3 separate regions of the Mus musculus genome follow, and all the other regions are linked to region 2. A link is a contact called in public promoter capture Hi-C data. All regions are on one chromosome and are shown on one strand. Each heading gives the region's core, a stretch centred on a gene start, on an enhancer-like site or on the middle of the called end of the contact. The rest is flanking DNA. Distances are from core to core; before and after follow the strand shown. Region 1 holds the start of D730005E14Rik (RIKEN cDNA D730005E14 gene). Region 2 holds the start of Elfn2 (leucine rich repeat and fibronectin type III, extracellular 2). Region 3 holds the start of Mgat3 (mannoside acetylglucosaminyltransferase 3).

Region 1 (2,809 bases), core at 64-2,563, 1.2 Mb after region 2:
CTGTGAGAACAGTAAACTCATTTCGGTCTCCCTCATCTGCAGGGAAACAAGCTTGGATGACGGGCTCTGATACCAGCTCGGCCACCTGCTGCTGGCTGATTCGGAGCCATCAATGATCCATTTTTGTGCTCCCCGTTGATCTCAGTCTAGCTCCACACCTGGGGCAGTTGGGAAATTAGAGGTGAAGGGTGCCAAAATCCAAGCCACAATTAGAAATGCGAAGCCAGGCTGTCCCCTCCCCTCCTAAGCCGAAGGGAGAAAATGTAAGGGTCCCCACTCCTTAACACCTACAGAGTCAAACCCTTGGTTCAACTGGCAGCTTTGGCTGCAAGCTCGGCACAGGATGGTCTAGGCAGGTTGGATGGAGACGCCTGGGGCCACCCTTGGGGCGTCTGTCCTACCCTCACCGCGGTCGGCATCAGCTTCTCTCTACCATCAGTTAGTTTCCCTTTCTCTTTGCGATCCCCGCGGGCCGCTGTACAGAGGAGCAGGTCTCTGCCAAGCCAAGGGACAAAGAGGTGGGCAGGAGCCTTCTGGGCTTGATCGCCTAGAGCCCTCCCATTCCGGGAGCTGATGCAGGAAGAAGGTGGGGCCTGCATTCACTTGGCCCGGGAGGTCAGTTTCACTTCTGGGGGTCTTCCATAGCCTGCTCACAGAAAATGCAACCCCAGCGCCTGGGGCCCAGAGCTGGGATGGGACCATTCTGTCTGGGATGCAGCCATCGCAAATGCTATTCACCGATCAGGTACCGCTGGCCCCGCTCCTCCAAAATTTTCACTGCAGTCTCTTCCTGGTGGCCCCCATTTTGCTGTATACCGAGCCTCTCCTCTAGGTCCCCAGCTCCCGATTCCTCTCTCACATTCTCCAGGATACTCCGTAGCTCCCACTCCCCTCGAGGGTCCTTGTTCTGAGCCGCTTCGGTTACCTTATAGCTGCTTCTAAACTGGCCACCCTGTACCCCTCTCCACGTCACCCATATTTCTTCCTGTTGAGACTTCTCAGTCTGGGGTTACTCGCCTTTGGGTCTTCATGCTGATCCAGGGCTAGGCTGGTCTGGGCTTCAAATTTTAAAGAGAAATCCATGGAAGCAGACTTTGGACGACCATGTATGGAGAACTTTCGATAGATGTCCTAGAATATCCGTGCTGTTTTAACCCAACCTCAGGGGATACTGGGAGAAGAGGGGACCACTCTCTAAGGCAATGTGAACCACCTTTCCAGAAGTAGCCACTCTGAGCTGGGAAAGGGAAAGGGTAAAGAGAAATTCCCCTAACACACCCATTGCCTGGATGCTTGTGGAGACTTCTCGGAACCACACCAGTCAGCTAAGAGAAAAAGAGAAATAATAGGGGGCGGGGTTGGCACTGGAGAGAGATGGCTCAGCAGTTAAGAACCTTTGTCACCTTCCACAGAGGACCAACTGCTACCAGCAAACACATGGTATGGCTCACAACCACCTATAACTACAGCTTCTGGGAATCCAAGGCCTTCTCCTGACCCCCAGACATGCACATATTAATTCAGAACACATACACATATGTATACATGCCCAATGGCAAGAGATGTGAGTGGCCGGGTGTGGTGGCGCACGCCTTTAATCCCAGCACTCGGGAGGCAGAGGCAGTCGGATTTCTGAGTTCAAGGCCAGCCTACAAAGTGAGTTCCAGGACAGCCAGGACTACACAGAGAAACCCTGTCTCGAAAAAAACAAAAGAAAAAAAAAAAGAAAGAGAGAGATGTGAGTGTATTTTAAACCTACATATAAGAAGAAAGTTATACTGCCTACTCCCTTGGGTGACATTCTGATTTTTGTCCCTTCTCCTGGTGCCTGTGATGTCGGTGGAGGCCACTGTCCCGTGGGCAGCCCAGCTGCAAGTGGTGCGTGCATGCGTGGGTGTGGTGGAAATGCAGGCTTTAACTTCAAAGCTAATACTTTTACCCGCTGAACCATCTCCCTGGCCCGTCTTTCGAACCAATTCACCTCACCCTGAGCAACTTTGTCCTGTCCAGTGATGGATAGACCTGTATAGAGAGAGGCGACAGTCATATCACAGAATAGCATGTCTTCAGTCTTCAACAGAAAGCCCCTGGCCAGCTGTCTGTCTCCAGGATTAGGGCTCCTGAAGCCAGTTATCAGCAATTATCTGTTAATAGCCTTGTCCCCTGGGTGTGGCCTTGTAACCAGTCCCAGATGTCACCTCTCCTTCCAGAGTCAGAGATAAGCCTCCGATCCCATTCTTCTGACCAAGGCTTGATAGACGTCTGATTTTTCCAGCTCTTTTCTACAGGCTGCTGGCTATGAGGGAAAGGGTCCAGCCTGGGGTCCTCCCAGGCCACTAATACCTAGCCAGCTTTGAGGGAAGGGATCCAGACTCTGTCTCCTGATTTTTTTTTTTTTTTTTAAGATTTATTTATTGTAAGTACACTGTAGCTGTCCTCAGACACTCCAGAAGAGGGAGTCAGATCTCGTTACGGATGGTTATGAGCCACCATGTGGTTGCTGGGACTTGAACTCCTGACCTTCAGAAGAGCAGTCAGGTGCTCCTACCCACTGAGCCATCTCACCAGCCCCCTGTCTCCTGATTTTTGGTTGTTATTATATTGTGGAATTTTATTGTGATGGTGGTGGTAGTTTGGCTGTGTTGTTGTTGTTGCTGTTCTTTACATTCTTGTCTCCCTCTCCCACCCTCCCCCACCCCAGCCCCGACAGGATTTTACTATGAAGCCCTGGCTAGCCTGGCACTCACTATATAGTTCAAGTAGGACTCGACCTTGGCATAATCTTCTTGTTTCTGCTCCTTAAAGACTA
Region 2 (3,000 bases), core at 208-2,707:
CTTAAGTACCACATGTATCCAGATCTGGCTGAGATTCTGAGCAGTGTCCCCGGCTCATTCTCCTTGGTCATGCCTGACACACCGAGGCCTGGCAGCCTCTATCCTCCTCCACACAATCTCCCCAAGTACGCAGATTCAGAGAGAGAGAGAGAGAGAGAGAGAGGGAGAGAGAGAGAGAGAGAGAGAGAGAGAGAGAGAGACGCACACAGGCACATACAGACACACAGACACATACAAGCTCTCTCCCCTCCAAATATTCCAAGGAAGCCCTGCTGAGCCACAGATTGTGTGTGTGTCTGTGTGGCAATGGGGGTCTATCCTGAGTCAATACACATCCTTTCCACATGCATATACCACCCCACCAGCCAACACACCCACCCTCTACCCCCTCCTAGCCAGTAGCAGTACACACACACACACACACACACACACACACCACTAGGCAATGGTGGGGCTCAGTCAGAGCTGCAGTCTGTCCGTTTATGCTGGTGCTTCTGTCCCACACCAGCCCTGCCGAGGGGAAAAAAATCCAAGTCCTTGCAAGGGTCCCAGCATACCCTAACTCTGGTCCCCCTACTACATTCACAGTGCCCCTGAGAGATAGGGGGCAAGTCGAAAGCCGGTCCCTTCCCCCTGGGCTAGAGATCTAGCCACCCTGTGAAGCCCCCCTTACCAGTGAGATGAATTCCTTGACCCGCCACGACTCAGTGAAAAGCGGGCCGGAGCTCTGGTTCGCCAAAATGGGGGCCAGAGAGGTGCGGCGTGGTACTGGCTAGCAAAACCCTGCTCAAGCTTCTGCATCACCACCGCGAAAATGTTCACCTCGACGCTCGTCCTCCCTGCCCTCCCACCACGCCTCCGCCCAGCCTCTCCCCCACCACCTTGCGCAGGGTGGTCCCTTGGGGGTCTTATGGGGGATCCCCAGACCAAGAAGAACCAAGAAGAGTGGCTCTCCCTGCCTCATCCTCCCCTCCCAGGTCCCTTTCCAAGCCCCACCCCCGCTGGCGGCCAGGGAGCCCTCAGCTCAGCCTGGATTCCCGGGGTCCCCGCCAGCCGCCTGCAGCACTCGGATCCGGAGGAATCCACTCACCTCCAGTCCTGACTGGGATCCGAGCGGGATGCCACCACCTCCCGGCAGCGGCTGCTGCGGGGCCTGCGCCGGAGAGCGAGCGTGAGCGCGGGTGCGAGTGTGCGCGGCGGCCGGCCGTGGCTCTGTGCGTGTCGTGTGTCTGTGGCGTGGCCCGGGCGTGTGTGTCTGTGAGCGTGCGTGTGCGCGCAGACACTGCCACCCCCGCCTCCCGCCGCGTAGGGCTGCTGCCCGCAGAGGGCCCGGGTGCTGGGCGGAGGACCTCAGGGGCTGGCGATCACTGCGTCTGTCGGTCCGTCCGGCTCTGTAGCCAGATCCCTTCACAGGCCTCTCTCCGCTGCAGACCCTCCCGCCCCTCCGCCGTCTGCTTCCACGGCCACAAGCGCGCTCCCAGACACACGCCACGGGGCGGGGGCCGCGCTGGGCTCTGGCGCTACTGCAGCTGCAGCGCCCTGTGAGGTGGCTGCACCGCGGACCGCCAAGCCCCGGGCACCCGCCGAGCGCGCCCCCCGGCCCCGCCCCACCTCGGCCACCTCTCTCCGGGCTATGTCTCAGTTCACCCCACCACCGCCTCCTCCAGCTCATTCAACAGCTGGAGGCAAAGTTGCCCCGGGTGCAGCGCCCTGCTCGAGGACAATCTCATCCCCAACCCCGCTTCCCCCCTTCCCATGCCCGAGCACCCCTTTCCGCCTGCGCCCTGACCCGGTGTTCCGCGTGTAACCACTGGAGAGCACTGCGGTGGAGCTGCTGCGTTCCCATTTTGCAGGCGGGACAGCTGAGGCGGGTGAGCAGAGTGCTTGCCCAAAGTTTATACAGCGAGTCCGAGTCCGTGGAGTCTCCCAATTCTCCCTGCCTCCAAACCAAGGCATTTGGCTACCCCTCGCTGCCTTACCCCATCCCCGGGAGCATATTGGGCTCTGTGGCCACAAAGAGAAACTTCCTAAGGCCTTCCTGGCCACAGCTTAAGCTCCGCTTCAAACACAGACACCACCACCATCACCACCACCACCACCACCTGCAAGGGAGTCTCCCTGCAAGGCAGCGGTAGTTGAGGCTCTGCACCCGAAGCTGGGCACACAAGCAGCTGGTGGGAGTCTGGGCTGATGTCAGGAGTCTCCTCCAGCCGTTGTGACCCGCCAACCCAGACAGTTGAGCTCTGCCGCCGCCAGACTTTGTGCTTCGCAATCACTTTTCCGGGCCGCATTCACCAGAGCCTGTCCTCAGGTGGTGCACAGCGACTCAGCCCGGCTGCTGGAACTCCTAACAGGCCTGGGCTGAGTCTGGACAGATGAATGGGAGCTGATGGGTAGGAGTTGCTCAGCTGAAGGAAGTGGAGAAGGGTATCCCAGACTGCGGGAACGACATGTGCAAAGTCACAGAGGCGGAAAGCATCCTGGTGTACTTAGTACAGAGGGACCCGTGGAGTTGGGTAGCACTAGAGCAGAAAGAAATGCTGTACAAAATCGCCTCGCTCTTGTCATCCGAGGACAGGAAAGTAGCCCAGGATAGGACCAGAAGGGTAGATAAGCGCTGAGACCCAGGCCACCTGTTATGTCACAATTTAGAGAGACTGTGGGGTGTCTCACCTCTAAGCCTCCCGACCTGTACCTTTTTGAGTGGCAGGCGCATTTCTTCCTACCCATCCTTCAGATCTTCTTTGCAGACCCAATGAAACCTTATGCTGCCTCTGTCTACTAACCTAATCCCCTTCCCCGAAGAGGGACCATAAGAACTCAGGGTTCCCTAACCGAGGCTAGGCACCGAGGTGGGTCCAGCTCCAGTAGCACACACCCCACCCCCGCCCCTACCATCCCCCACCCCACCATCTCCCGATCCCACCTCCGCCAAGCTCGCTTCTGTTGAAGAGACGGCTGCCCCTGCGCCCTCTAGCGGATCAAATGCGCGACTGCAGA
Region 3 (3,002 bases), core at 386-2,885, 1.5 Mb after region 2:
AAGGGTGAGTGGGGGGTCGGGGTGGGGAGAGAGAGCAAGCAGCAGGTCTCCAGAACCTTCCAGATGTGTCCAACTCTGTGCAGGGCAAGGCCAGGCCATCTCTTTTCCTCCACACAACTGCAGGGGGTGGTACTTCTCATTGCCTCCTAATGCAGAAGGCTCAGGGCAGGCAAATGGGAGTGTTTTGCATTATACTGAAATCAAAGGCCATGCAAGTTGTGTGTGGAATATAACCTATGGTAACTGGCTGGCATATGGGAGGGTCTGGGTTTCATTCCCAGCGCCACAATAAGTAAATACATTCAGACAAATTGATAACCTTGAGAGGGAGACAAGTTATAGAGGTGGTGTACTGGTTTTTAGGTCACAACAGAATGCCTCAAATCAAGAAAAAGTGTCAGGGCTGGAGAAATGGCTCAGTGGTTAAGAGCACCCTTCCAGAGAATCTGAGATCAAGTCCCAGCACCCATGTCAGGTGCTTCTGACTGCAATCCAGCAGGGCTCTGGGGATATTTAGATCATTTAGAGCCGGGTGTTGGTGGTGCACGCCTTTAATCCCAGCACTCAGGAGGCAGAGGCAGGCAGATCTCTGTGAGTTCAAGGCCAGCCTGGTCTACAGAGTTGAGTTCCAGGACAGCCAGGGCTACACAAGAGAATCCCTGTCTTGAAAAAACAAAATAAATAAATCTATCATAGGTGACCTGAGTGCTAGAGATGCCCATTATAAGCAGCATCCTGGGGGTGGGGGGTGGGGAAGAAGAATGGAGAAACCTCCAAGTCTGGGGTTGAATCCCAGATCCAGCACATTCTGTCACCCTCTGCGCCTCATGGGTGGCTTTGTGCATTGATGAAGAGGGTGGAGGCAGAAGGATGTACAGAGGCCAACACATCCGAGCAAGACACAAACTAGCACGGACACTGTGTCGACCCAGTACCCAGTGTTTTAGACGCTTTCCTGTACCAGGCCTCTGCATAGGGCTACAGTGATGTACACACCGGTCAGGACTTTGTCACACCACCACACAGGAGGCCTGTGCCCCCAGCCACAGTATGCCCACAATCACGCCACAGTACGGATCTATCTACACACCCCATGCACATAAGGGCCAATCTATCACACGCTGCAGAACACAGACACACAGATCCACTCACACGCAGAGCCCGACAAGCACTTTGGCCAGCTCCGCCTCACACAGCACACACACCCGCACAGGACGCCCGGGCAGTGGGCCGGCGCACGCACGGTCACAGGCAGGGCACGCGCACACTCGCGCGTCCGATTGCTGCGCACACACACACACACAGAAACACACACATACACACGAAAGAGGCGCGGGGCGGTGGCGGGAGCTCGCGGTCCAGGCGCCCCTGGCCCGGAGCGCGCAAAGCCCGGCTGGCGGGGGAGGGGACGCGGCCGCGCGGGGGCGGGGCGGGGGCCGGCGGGAGCGGGCACCTCCAGCGCAGCGCTCGGCCTCGCCGCCGCGCCCCCGCTACCGCCCCGGGGTGCAGTCAAGCGGCCGCGCCGGGCCCGCGGGACGGGGTGGAGGTGGGGTGGGGGGCGGGGATCGGGCCGGGCCCGGGCCGCGCTGCCTGCGATGCCGGGCGCCCGCCGCAGCCGCCGCCGCCGGAGCCCGGGATGGGGCGAGGAGAGGCTGCGGCGGACGCCAGCATCTCCCCGCCGGGGACCCCGGGGGCCCCGGAGCCGCCGCCGCCGCTGCTTCTACCGCCGCTGCTGAGACCCAGCGGACGATGGGTGAGTTGACCCTGGAGCCGGGGACCCGCGCCGCAGCCCTGCATCTTCCCCGCACCCCAGGCCTCGCCTCCGCGTCCTCCCCACTCCCGTCTCCCCCCGTGGTGGTCCCGCAGCCCCGGGGGCGGGGGCATGGGGCCGAGTAGGGGCGAGATGTGGGGGACTGCTTAACCGGCGCCCCCTGCCCCCACCCGCCTGCTCTCCGCAGCTCTCCGTGGCCGCGGGGCAGAGCCTGGCGCGGCGACCCCCTCCCTTGGCTGGACCGGGGTGGGGTGGGGGCGTCCCGAGGCGCGGAGCTCCAGCCATGCTTTGTGCGCTGCGCTCCCTTCCACCTCCGGCGCAGCTCGGGGCTGGGGGCGCGAGGCCTCAGCTCTTGCCTTCCCCACCCCCGATCCCGGGCTGCTGCGGCTGCTGGCCGAGGCCCAGGCGCGGTTGGGGTGCTGGGCGAGTGTGGGGGCTGTGGCTGGAGCTGTAACTACAGCTGCCTTAGTGGGGAGCAGGGAAAAGCTTAGCATGAGAGGCCCCCACCTTCTACTGGGGAGGGGTCTCCCTCTCTTTGCACTGCACTGCCCAGGGCGGAGGAGGGCTCCTGGCTGGGGGAGGGCGCTATAAATATCTACAAATAGTTCTAGAACCGGGCTGGGGTGGGGAGGGGAGCTTGCTTGGTTGTGCTAGTGGCGGGGGTGCCTGAGCTGGGGCGCAGCATCTCTGACTGCTGCGCCCCAGTCATCTCCGATGGCCTGAGGTCTGATGATGTTCCCTCGCCTGCGGAACTCAGAAGGGGGATGTAGGCAGGAACATTTTCCCTACTGGGATTTTTCTGTGGTCCTCCATCATCTCTGGGACACGGGTGCAGAAATGCCTTCATGGGGGATTGACCTGGAGGGACACAGTTATTAAAGGTCCAGGCAATGAGCCAACCGTGAGGATGACAGGGAGAGCAAGACAAGGCTCTCTCCTTCTGGGAGCTGGCAACTCCAGGATTATTAGTGCTGCCCAACGCTAAGGAGATAGGCAGGGTTTCTGGGAAAGTTAGAAAGAGGGGCTCTTTGCTCTAGGGAGGAAGAACCTACTGGAAGACGGAAAAGTTCCCAGGGCTGAAGAAATAGTAAGAGAAAGGACCGAGAGATGTGCTCTCTGGTGTGTTGAGAGATGGTGTGTAGCATGGTGGGACACTGAACCACGAGGAGAAATGAGCTGAAGAGTGGGTATCCATGTGTGGCCAGCTGTGGTTGTATAGTGATTAGTACTG

What was found. Promoter capture Hi-C pulls out the DNA fragments that hold promoters and counts their contacts.
Region 1: a contact with region 2 is called in a promoter capture Hi-C map of liver, with 3 times the contacts expected there. The contact joins the promoter of D730005E14Rik here to the promoter of Elfn2 in region 2. A contact is called at or near these places in 2 of 39 promoter capture datasets (both in liver).
Region 3: a promoter capture Hi-C map of liver shows a contact between it and region 2, with 6 times the contacts expected there. The contact joins the promoter of Mgat3 here to the promoter of Elfn2 in region 2. A contact is called at or near these places in 1 of 39 promoter capture datasets (liver) and 1 of 115 datasets of contacts at active chromatin or transcription factors (pancreatic cancer cells).

The regions. Positions count from the first base shown.
Region 1 is chr15:79,891,825-79,894,633 of GRCm38.p6, forward strand. D730005E14Rik (RIKEN cDNA D730005E14 gene) reads right to left here and starts at 1,314. Exons shown (of 1, transcript NR_030675.1): 1 at 1-1,314. It overlaps Apobec3 (apolipoprotein B mRNA editing enzyme, catalytic polypeptide 3), which reads left to right and starts at 584. Exons shown (of 8, transcript NM_030255.3): 1 at 584-745. The coding sequence starts at 693.
Region 2 is chr15:78,717,314-78,720,313 of GRCm38.p6, forward strand. It overlaps Elfn2 (leucine rich repeat and fibronectin type III, extracellular 2), which reads right to left and starts at 1,458. Exons shown (of 2, transcript NM_001358692.1): 1 at 1,091-1,458.
Region 3 is chr15:80,172,086-80,175,087 of GRCm38.p6, forward strand. Mgat3 (mannoside acetylglucosaminyltransferase 3) reads left to right here and starts at 1,636. Exons shown (of 2, transcript NM_010795.4): 1 at 1,636-1,753.